Linked DNA regions of Mus musculus: regions 2, 3 and 4 are each linked to region 1. The links are chromatin contacts, called in public Hi-C and promoter capture Hi-C maps. All regions are on one chromosome and are shown on one strand. The core of a region is the stretch at or near the end of the contact, and the rest is flanking DNA. Distances in the headings are between cores, read along the strand shown.

Region 1 (2,772 bases), core at 189-2,688:
ACAGTCCAAAGCAGCCAGAACCCTGCAGGAGGCAAAGAGGGCACAACTCAGACCACCACCCCAGACTCCAGCCCTAAGCAGAGAAGGGTCTTTGGTAGCTGAGTTCAGAAATCCAAGGGAGGATGGGCATGGAACCTGAGATGGATCCCTTTGAAGACTCACACCAGAGTTCATAGTAGTAGGTGCAGCAGCCAGTCTCCCCACAGCAATGACCAGTCTCACAGAGGTAGGGCTGGGTATTCACTCCTGGGCACAGCTCTCGAAGCTGGAGGCAAGGAGGCACTAAGAACCAGGGGCTTCTACCCAAGGCCCTGTCCACCCCCACCTCCTGCACGCACATACAGTCCCACCCACGAGCCGACCTAGCTTGGAAGGATGGCATGGGATGCTAAAAGGAGGGTCTATATGTAGGGCTATCAGTATGGAAGATTTAAAATGCCAGAAACTAGTGAGAAAGTAAAGTGTAAATACAGAGAAAGTGATATCAGTTCTTTAAACCCAATACTTTTCTCACAGAAGCCTGGCCCCAAGGGTGGTTTTTTGTAGGCTAATGTTTTAAAAGAAACAAAACATAGTGTGACAATGGGTAGGAATTTAAGGCCATTTCCAAAGCTAAAAAGCTTTCAACATCTCCCACCCCAAAGGTCTGCCTCCCACACCCCCAAGATGGTTTTTTTTTTCCACCCCTGGGTCTCAAGCTCCCTGGGGTAGAGGAGGCACAGTGTGAGACCCAGAGCAGTGCTCCCAACCAGATGGGATTGCTGTGGATGATAAAGGATGGTATCCAGGGCGCGAGTCTGGGTTCCAGCTCGTCTCCAAATTGCTCCCTCAAGAGAAGATGCTGCCGGACTCTGCTGTGACAATAGGCACAGAGAAAAACATCACAAATAACTGCTGCAAGACAGAGGGAACCTCCCTGGGGGTTTCACTACGCCTCTGGTAACTGGAGAGCCACTGCAGGCTTGCATTGCAACCATGAGATGGGGTCTAAGAGGGTGCAGGTAAAGTCAACTGCATCTACGTAATAAGTCTAGACAAAGAGTAGAATGGTCATGTTCAGGAACTTCAGAGTACCTTTGGCTCCATGAGCTCCTCCCCCACCCCGGACAGGAAGTGACAGGAAAGGGGAAAGAGAAATAAATGGCTGTAGTGAGATAAGCTTTTAGAGCTGCTGGGATACCTGCTGTTGCGGCGCCTGAAGTGACCCCCAGGCCTCTTCGCTGCTGTTCCTGCTGCTGGCCCGAGCCATGCCTCCACCTACAGACCCCTGAAGACCACAGCCTCCTCCACCGCCAGCTGCCCCGCCCCTGCCACCTCTGCCGCCACTTCCATGGTCCCTGCCCGGCCCATCGCCACCGGTGCCACCATCACTCCGCGGCCGGAGCTCCCGGCCGGGGAGAGCACCTCCAGAGGACACAGTTGCTCAGTCCAGCCAATCAGAATCGCTAACTAACAGATCAGCCAATAGGAACCGGTCACAGGTTTCTCCTTTTGCCCAATCCGCAGCGGCGCCTGTGCCGCTCTCCCAGACAACAAGAACTCACACAGACAAAGACAGGGGAAAGGCTCGACCAAATGCCTGACTGACAGCAACAATAGCCAGTACGGACAACAGAACAAGCTTTGACTTATCGGCCAATGAACGGCCGTTCAGCACAAAAATTTTCGCCGATTGGCTGAATGACTTTACACACTCAGGTTCAGACTCCGCCGGCTTCCCACTCCAGCAATTCGATACAAGCTGAGGCACTGTACGAAATTTAATAGGGTGGGGGAGACAGCAGGAATGTGGCGTGGGAGAGGTCTTAGGTGGCCAGGAGTGGGGACCCCGGGCCCTCGGGCCCTCCCAGCCGTAGCTGCAGGTTGATGCGGTAGCACTGTAGGCTGCAAAGGGCCTGGCCGGTGCGGGAGCAGGCATAACGACGCGGGTGGGGGCAGCCGGGGACAGAGCATCGTGGAGCGGGGCCCGATGGGGCAGGCCGCTGTGCCACCGCCGTGGGTGTGGGAACGCCGGGAGGAAAAGACAAGGTGGAGCCCTGTGCCCCGCTGCAGTAGCGCACCATGGGTGCAGGGGCCGGGGCAGCAGCCCGTCCTCCGCGCCGCTCGCCCCGCGCCGCCCCGCGCCCTCCACGCCCGCTAGGAGCGGCCGTCTTGGTGAGGCGCTCAATTGTCTGATTTTTGTGCTCCTCGGCCCTCCTCGCCGCCTGCAGCCGCCGCTTCCGTGCACGCTCCTCACGCTTCAGCAGCATCTCTTCGGTGAGGGCAGGGGCAGGGCAGCCCCCACCCACTGGCAGAGGCAGAGTCGGGGACGGCTGGCTCCGCGCCTTCTGGAGGAGGGCTCGCTGGGGAAAGAGACAGAGGATGTCTGAGAACCAAATGGCGAGGTTTTTGGGGTCACCCACCCCTATTTTCGTTTGTTTTTGTTTCGAGGCGGTCTCACTATATAACTTTGGCTGCCCTGTAAGTCACTATGTAGACCAGGCCAGCCTGGAGCTCACACTCTTGCCTCTGTTCCCTAGGTGCTGGGATCAAATGCTTGTGCCACTGTCCCCATCTTTAGGGACCCTTAATACCACACTTCTCTTCCCAGGGTTCCTGCCTCTCACTCAGGTCCAAAGGAGGAAACAAAAGTATGGTACCCTGCCTGCCCCTTGTGTAGGTTTTTGTTGTTGCTGTTATTTTAAATAGTATCTCAGGAAAAAACATCAACTTGGATTTGGCTCAAACCAAAAAGAATTACCCTGGATTCCTTTTTTCTCCCACTAAGTAGCT
Region 2 (2,772 bases), core at 126-2,625, 4.7 Mb after region 1:
ACACACAGTCTAGAGAGTCAGCAAGATGAGTTTAATTTAACTTGCCCTTCAGATTGCCCCTTCCAATCAACTCTGAAAGGAACCTGGCCAGTGGAAGGTGGATATATGAACATGACATCAATACAGGACACACCCTCCTTCAGAAGTAGCTGTTCAAGACCACTGTTTCCTCTCCTTTTTAGGTTTCTGTTCTCAACAGTCTGTAGTGTCCAAAACATCCTCTGTAAGCATTCCATGGCTTCCTTAAATGTTTATGCATCTGTTTTATTTAACAGGAGTATGTATCTGTTTGCCCCTATGTATGTGTAAATACCACCCCGCCCAAAGTGTATTAATGTTTTTTTTCTACTTAGTATTATAAAGCACAGACTGACAAGAAGGCCTATATATTTGAATGTGTCCATATTTTGCACGTGGTTATGCATATACTTACACCTGATCCTTAAACATAATTTGGTATATGCATATAGATAAATATCTACCAAAATGGGCTGGTTTTGTAGATAAGACTATACAGATTTCAAAGACATCAATAAATCTCAGAAGTATGAAAGCCACTCCGTATACTTTTAAGGGGATTTTTACCTTTAATTTTTTAATATTTTTTGTATGTGTATGAGTGCTTTGCATGTATGCATGTAAGTGCACCACATGAGTGTCTAGTGTCACTTAACAAGTGGGTGTTGGATCCCCTAAAACTAGAGTTTTGGATGATTGTAAGCAACCATGTGGGTGCTGGGAACCAAAGTGAAGTGGTTTTTGATCACTGGGCCATCTCTCGAGGTCCACGGACACTTTACTTTGAAATTACTACAGTAACTGCGCCTCTTTGAACCAACACTGTGTCTGATCTCATACTTCCATATTAAACGCTTCTTGAGTGAATGAAACCGAGAATCACAACCTCTCAACAGATCAGCCCATCCTATTCATTCACTCACGGTTATGTCACACACGTCTAGAGAATGTCAGATTCTGTCCTCGGTTTCAGGCAAGCAAAGGCGTGGAGACCCTGCCCTTTAAAAGGTCCTATCCGTGGAACCTGAGAACGCCCGGGCCGTTCAGTCTCTACGCATAATGTGCTTCACCCAGACTGAACCACCAAGACGCAATACAGCTCCCAAACTCAGTTTTCTTGCCATTTCTTACAGCTACGCCAGGTGGGAAAAGAATCCCGGCATAGGCCAGGGAGCCCGAGGCCGCACACTGGCCCAGACCTCGGGTCCCCCGTGAGCCCCATCCCTTCCCCAACGCACTCACCATGGTGCCGGCGAGGGCGCCCTGGCGCCGCTCTGCAACGCAACGTGCTCAGGCGCCCGGAACAAGGCAGGCAGACGCGGGAACGGAAAACAGCGGACAGTCTGGTCTTTTTGTCGGAAGACTAAATGGAAAGGACCGGAAATTAAGGACCGGAAGCGAGGGAGGGAGGACGAGGGAGGGGAGAGAATTGCAGTGGAGCTTCGGTAGGCGGCTTCCCGCCGACGCGTGTCCAGTGCGTCATCCCGCGCCTAAGTCAGCAAGACTACGCTTGCGCGGCAGGAATGTGTGCGTCATTTGTCGTTTGGTTTCGTTCTGCTGGTAACTGCGGTCAAAGATTCGCCTGCCTCTGCCCTTCCTGAGTCTTCTATGACAGCAGATGACCTTTTTGAAAATGACTGCACCTCTCTGAATGCACTGAGTGTTCATAGCCCCTAGGGACCCTGCGTGGAGTTCTGTCACCTGCCTGGACCCGCCAGGCGCAGGCACTGGGGCAAACCATAGCCATTGGGGCGAACCTGTCTTCCTGGGAGGCTTCTTCACCGCTGCCTGCCATTTACCTGGAGCTGAACAGTGACTGAGACTATGATCGTCCTCCTTTTAAGAAACGTGTATAATTATCATTATTCTTTATTAAAGGTGGCTGTTTCCATGAAACTGACAGATGTGATCGTGAAAGAAACATTTAAGCCAAGGAATCAGCTCTCTCTCCACACATTCCCAGAAGGCAGAGACCACATCTTTTAAAATACAGAGATGCGGTGGTGGCGAACGCCTTTAATCCTAGCACTCAGGAGGCAGTGGCAGGCGGATTTCTGAGTTCGAGGCCAGCCTGGTCTACAAAGTGAGTTCCAGGACAGCCAGGGCTACACAGAGAAACCCTGTCTCGAAAAAACAAATTAATTAATTAATTAAAATAAAATACAGAGATAAGGCCAGGCTTGTTGGCTAATGCCTTCAATCCCAGCATTTTGATGGCAAAAGAGGCCAGTTTCTGTGAACTGGTGGACACCCTGGTCTTCATAGAGAGGAAATCCAGGCGAGCCGGGGGTGCATAGTGAGAACTTGCCTCAAAAACTAAAGAAAAAGGCAGCTTGGATCCCAAGACTCAGAAGGCAGGCATATCTTTGAAGTTTGAAGCTAGTCTACAAAGTTAAGTTCCAGGATAGCCACACGAAACGACTCGAAAAACAAAAACGTAATGAGAAGAAAATGAAATACGGAGTAAGGTCCAGAGAAGAAAAAGCTACCTGGAGCAAGTGGGAAGTTAGAGACTACGTGAGTCACTTAGCAGAGATGGATTCTGGAAATGGTGGTGGGCTCTCCCACTGAGTCAACACTAAGGAGAGTACCCTGTCATAGTCCATGCAAGAATGTTACCACCGTGCATATAAGACCAAATTAGAGTCCCTTATTAGTTGGCAACTAGTGGGCAGGCTCTTGTCCCAAAGCACACTGCATCAAAGCTCAGGTATACGGCATTTATTGAGCTAAAAACCAGTGACATTTGCAGTC
Region 3 (2,772 bases), core at 98-2,597, 3.3 Mb after region 1:
GTTTCACCAACTTCTCTGTAGAAGACAAGGCAGAAACATCAGTTCTCTGTGTTAGGAAAACACATACGGCCAGTCACACATAGTGTTGCTTAGTGCTATGAAATCACATACCCAGCTCTTTGACAAATCGCTTCATGTGCAAATTTAGGGGGTGAATGACTGAACCCCCTGCCTCGTAGTCATGACCTTGCACCTTCAAAGTGGCCAAACGGCCCCCGACCTCTTCTCTCTCAAACACGTCAATCTTCACGTCCTTCCCAAATTTCTTCCTTAGATAATAGGCGGAGGAAGTACCACCGATTCCAGCACCGACTATTGCTATACGGAGGGGGGGAAAGGAAAAGAGGAACCGTTTGTTTCCCCTCCTATCAGTGTTGCTTTTGTTTTTGAAAAGCCATTAACCAATAATAGCCATTACTCAAGACTAAAACTAACAGCTTGGGGAAACCTGAGGGAAGGGGTTCTCTTTAAAGACAGACTCCCTGAACCTAGACAGGTGCTATAGATGAAGTTACAAACTGACAGTTGGTCAAAAGATGCCCAAAGGTTCTCCCAGGTCTTTGTGGAGGCACCACCGGACCCAGGGACCCTGCTGTGCCCAATTCCTGGGGAAGTATGAATGGGCCCCTCCAGCACGCATTTTAAATAAAGCAGACGCCATCTTCGCCCAGCTTTGTTCTTTGTCTCTCTATGGCCCCAACACCATTAACGATCCCGAAAGACACAGCTTCAGATGGGAATAGACACCCAGGAATGAAAACCCGAGGCAACCAAAGCCACGAAGAGACCGGGTTCTCCAGCTAGCTGCAGCAGTTGCAGTAAGCAGAGCGCAGGTGCGGGGAGGCGGTCCCAGTCCTTCTCGGGGGAGGGGATCTGGAGGTAGGGGAAGAGAGACTGGTCCCAGTGCAGAGTCTGCGTGCCCCAATCGGCCGGACAAACAGACTTAGCTCCAGGGACAGCTAGAGGCGGGCTCTTGAGGGCGTTCAGCTGCTAGAGCCGAGGGCCTCCCAGGCTGGAGCTGCACGGATACCGAGTCCCTGGCTAGCACACGCCTCCAGTGGCACTCCTCCAGACTCGGAGCGCACGGCCCGGTCTCCGGACCCCGATCTCCACCCAGCCCTGGGAAGACCGACCTAGGCATCGCCGCGCCTCTGTATCCCCCGCACCTACCGATCCTGTTCGGCGGGGCCCGGGGCTCGGCGCTCGCCAGACTGCCCAGACCACATAGCAGCAGCCCCAGCCAGAACAGTGAGCCCACCAATGCAGCGGCGAAGCGCCCCATGGCCTCCCGCAGCTGCAGACTGACCGCGGGTCCGCCAGCAGACCCTGCTCTATGCGTCTGCGCGCTTTCGCCCCGCCCAGACCACGCCCCAGAGCACACGACCACGCCCACTCGTCCCACCCAGGTCCTTTGCTCCCCAGGCTCGCCGATTTTGTGTTATCTAATCCTGGTCCTCTGTGCCCCCGAAGTACACTCTGGTCCCAGAAGCCCACATCCAAGGCGCAGGTTGAGGGCCACCTCAGCTCTCCTTTCCCGCCTCTCCTGAAGATGCATCCTTCTTCACAAGTGCCCTCTACAGTCCCCAAAATCGCGAGCTTGTAGAGAATGCACGTGGCCAATCTCAGTCTAAACCAGGCAAACCGGCCGCAAACATTTCTAAAGTGAGCACTTTGTTCCAGGGACTCAGCTGCGTGATAAGAAAAGGAAGAGAGATGGGGTATTGTGAAGTAAGAGGAGCAAAACACGGGACCCACGTCCATACGAATAAAATTAGAACACCAAAGTGGCCTCTCACATACGGTCTGTTTCCAAGTTGAAGACACTAGAGAAGACACAAAAACAAGAAATGCTGTCTACTTTCCTCCAATTGCCTAAAAACAAAACACTGAGTGTGTATGGGAGAGTGGGGGTGCTGGAGACATGGCTCAGTAGTTAAGAGCACTTCCTGCTATTTATTCCACCGGACCTTCCTCTGGCACACTTGTAAGCATAACAAAATTTTAAGCACTGGAGAAATGACTCAGTGGCTAAGAGTGCTACTGAGTTCTGTTTCTGAGGCTTACAACTGCCTGTGCCAGCAGTGCCAGGGGAACTGTCACCCTCCTCTGACCTTCCAGGGCACCAGAACACACACAAACACATAAATAAAAATAAACATACACACAAGGACAAAGGGATCCTCCCTTCTCTACCTGAGGGATGTGGGTTTATCACCAAAGGCAATTTTAGACATCTTAAGTAAAATTCCTAGGAAGCCATTAGTTTGGCCTGAGCTACTGGGCTGGATGGATGGACAGCATGCCAACTCAATGGGGAATCCCCATCGGAAGCTGCGTGCTACCAGAGGTGAAACTAAATTTTCTGGTTGACCTTCATAGGAAAGGGAGCTGGTGACATGCCTCTGTTAGCAGATCCGAGAACGATGTCCCCTATGCTTCAACCTTCCCAAAGAGCATAACTTCAAAACCAGTCAGCTCTTTGTTTCCAGCTTCTGCCTTCCTCTGCCCTGGGCAGTCTAAAGAGCCAGGCTTCTCCTCCAGATGTAGGAAGAGCTGTGCTATGTTATAGAACAAGGTGTTCTCACTTCTAGTCAGCTGAGACCTGTCAATATCTTGTAGTTTTGGTTTTTCCACAGATCTTTGTTTTTTCAAACAGAATCTCAAGTAACCCTTTCTACCTCTTGTGTGCTGGGATTTCACAAACTTTCACCAGTAAGAAATTCACATAACAAGCCTGACCCCGGAGCCTTTCTCCTGCCATATATTATTTGC
Region 4 (2,772 bases), core at 107-2,606, 3.3 Mb after region 1:
GGGCTGAAAAGATGGCTCAGCAGTTAAGAAAACTCTTCCGAAGGTCCTGAGTTCAAATCCCAGCAACCACATGGTGGCTCACAACCATCCTAATGAGATCTGGCGCCCTCTTCTGGAGTGTCTGAAGACAGCTACAGTGTACTTACATATTATAACTAAATTGTAAAAGGTGCATACTGTAATTTCAGTACTGTAAGGCAAGCTGAGGATTTCCCTCCTGCTTTGAGGTCAGTCTTTGCTAAAGACTATCATTATTCATGTTCGTTTTCTAGTTTCAACTAGCACAGCAAGTGGTGGGGAGAGTGTATAGCTAAGCATTCTTGTGCTATTTTTTTGTTGATGACAAACTAATCATGAGGAGAACCTCAATTGAAGAGCTGCTTCCATCTAACAGGTCTCTGGACATGTCTGTGGGTCATTAATGACTACCATGAGAGAGCCCAGTGCACTGAGGGCAGTGCCACCACCCTGGGAGAGTGCACACCTTTATTCCCAGCCCTCAGGAGGCAGGGGCAAGCTCAATACCTCAGGACTTGTGTGGTACTCCTCAGCTTTTATGTATGGACTGTAGTGTGCTAAGTGGGTTCTGAAGGCAGCGTTAGAATTGCAGAATTGATGAATCAGAAATACCCCAGACACTGGATTCACGTCCTCAAGAGAATCCGCCTAGCCACCTTCCTGCTACTGATGCGGACAAGCTATTCTGTGCTTCAGGAGCCCTCGGCTTCGCCTGGATGTGCTTAGGAAATTAAGGGCAGCGTGGTGCAGATGCCGTTGATTCTAGCACGGGAAGCAACAGTTCAAAGCCAGCGTTGACTACACAGTGAACTCGAAGCCAGCATGAATTACGTCAAAAACAATGAGGAAGGGGCAGGGGAAATGACAAAAATGTAAAGAGAAAAAAAGTGTAGTAAGTGGGAAAAGGAAAGAAAAGAAGTGACACACAGGCTGGAGAGACGCTTCAGCAGTTAAAACCACTGGCTGTTCTCCCAGAGCTCTGGAGTTCAATTCCAGCACCCACATGGTGGCTCACAAGCATCTATAGTAGGATCTGAGGTCCTCCCCTGGCGCGCAGGTGTACATGTAGAGCACTCATACATAAAATATAAATGAAGGGGTCTGTTTTTAAAGTGACCTGCCACTTCAATTTTACACAAAGGAAGCTTAGCCGAACACAGCCTCTCCGTCGTGGCCTGTCACTGGCGACGCAACCGGAAGCGTGGCTCTGGTCCGCAGGTTCAGACATCCCCATCAATATCGCGAGATGAAAGGTAATGTTCTCCGAAGGCGATTGGCTCGCGCGGCGGTGACGTCAGACACCAGCGCCAAGCCTGCCTTGCGCGCGTTTCTGAGCCTGCTCACTCCTTCGCCGTTGTGCCGAGCCCGCAGAGGAGTCGCCATGAGCAAAGCCCACCCTCCCGAGCTGAAGAAGTGAGTAGAGTCGGCCCTATCGAGACTTCTGTCTCGCTCGGGCTGCCGCCGCTGGTCCCGACGGTCGCGGGAGCCGGAAGTGGCGCTAAGGTCCGGTCGGCATGGTTACTGCAGTGCCGGTGCCTCTGTCTTCCCAAAGCTGGGGCTCTCCTAGGCGGGCAGCCAAAGGCAACCTGGTTGGGGACCAGGGCAGCGGTCGAGGTGCATGGTTGTGAGGAACCGGAGACTCGTGGGCTTAAAATGATCGATTGGAGTCGGACGTGATTGGCTGTGATCTATGGGGCCAATATTCAGGAAGCTTAGGCAGGAGAATTACCGCGAGTTCCAGACCAGCCTAGGCTTAAAAAAAAAAAAGACACTGTGTCTCAAAAAGTTTAAGGTGAGGTAGCGTTTTGTGTTTCAATAAATGTGCGCGTTCATTTGCGTTCATCAAGAGAGCTAGGTTTAGTTTTGGGGTTTTTTTTTCCCCTTTTTGGTGCTCAGAGACATGTTTAGTTATATGTTTGTGCACGTGGGTGCAGCTCCTGCGGAGGCCAAAGCGGGCATTGGATCTGCAGAAACAGAACTTGTAGGAGGTTGTGAGCCCTCTGGCGTGGTTAATAATAGCTGGACTCGTGTCCTCTGGACAAGCAATAAGCGCTGGGCCATCTGCAGCCCCAAGAACTAGGTTTCTGATACACTGTCCTTGTATTCAAGTTACATTTAAACGTTGTGTAATATCTTGCTCTGGCAATAAATCCATGGAAGGACATCCATTTTCTACTTGTAAAGAGCTAATTTCTGAAGAATTTTATTCTGTACCCAGTAAAATCAGACAGACCCTTTGGTCTCAGACACTTCTGACTGGCCTGAACCTGTCGCATATGCACATAGTCATTGGGTTGCTCAATACAAGATTAATACTGGGTCTTTTCTGGTGTAGCCAGAAAATAATCTGTCTTGTGTATAGCCTGTTTGCTACTGTAAAGTTCTGTCAAGACCCCAATGCAGGGGAAAGATAACAACATTTGCTGATTTTTGTATTTGAGTGCACATTTTAATCAAAGCCCTCTGTGTGAAACCCCTGCAGTTTTGTTTGAATCTGAATCTGTTAAACCGGGCCTAGAGAGTTGGCTCAGAGGTTGAGAGCACTGACTTCTCTTCCTAGAGGTCCTGAGTTCAATTCCCAGCAACCACATGGTGACTCACAACCATCTGTAATAGGATCTGGTACCCTATTCTGGCTTGCAGGCCTATAGGCAGAACACAACATAATAAAGATGTATTAAGCCATAAGTCTGACATTTTAAAAAGAAGTTATTCTGCACTGTTTGTTTTGATGATGAGCTAATAAATGAGGTC

The links. Promoter capture Hi-C pulls out the DNA fragments that hold promoters and counts their contacts. A called contact is a pair of places that touch in the nucleus more often than the background predicts.
Region 2: a contact with region 1 is called in a promoter capture Hi-C map of pre-B cells, with 8 times the contacts expected there. The contact joins the promoter of Isy1 here to the promoter of Wbp1 in region 1. A contact is called at or near these places in 3 of 39 promoter capture datasets (cranial neural crest, liver and pre-B cells).
Region 3: a Hi-C map of B cells shows a contact between it and region 1, with 5 read pairs. The contact joins the promoter of Pcyox1 here to the promoter of Wbp1 in region 1. A contact is called at or near these places in 1 of 39 promoter capture datasets (cranial neural crest) and 1 of 484 Hi-C or Micro-C datasets (B cells).
Region 4: a contact with region 1 is called in a promoter capture Hi-C map of pre-B cells. The contact joins the promoter of Snrpg here to the promoter of Wbp1 in region 1. A contact is called at or near these places in 2 of 39 promoter capture datasets (maxillary cranial neural crest and pre-B cells).

What each region holds. Positions count from the first base shown.
Region 1 is chr6:83,120,023-83,122,794 of GRCm38.p6, forward strand. It overlaps Wbp1 (WW domain binding protein 1), which reads right to left and starts at 1,439. Exons shown (of 5, transcript NM_016757.2): 1 at 1,181-1,439; 2 at 750-854; 3 at 163-265; 4 at 1-22. The coding sequence starts at 1,249. It overlaps Ino80b (INO80 complex subunit B), which reads right to left. Exons shown (of 5, transcript NM_023547.2): 5 at 1,743-2,342. The coding sequence ends at 1,806.
Region 2 is chr6:87,837,384-87,840,155 of GRCm38.p6, forward strand. It overlaps Isy1 (ISY1 splicing factor homolog), which reads right to left and starts at 1,376. Exons shown (of 11, transcript NM_133934.4): 1 at 1,261-1,376. The coding sequence starts at 1,263.
Region 3 is chr6:86,395,803-86,398,574 of GRCm38.p6, forward strand. It overlaps Pcyox1 (prenylcysteine oxidase 1), which reads right to left and starts at 1,348. Exons shown (of 6, transcript NM_025823.4): 1 at 1,171-1,348; 2 at 112-318. The coding sequence starts at 1,282.
Region 4 is chr6:86,370,184-86,372,955 of GRCm38.p6, forward strand. It overlaps Snrpg (small nuclear ribonucleoprotein polypeptide G), which reads left to right and starts at 1,357. Exons shown (of 4, transcript NM_026506.2): 1 at 1,357-1,431. The coding sequence starts at 1,400.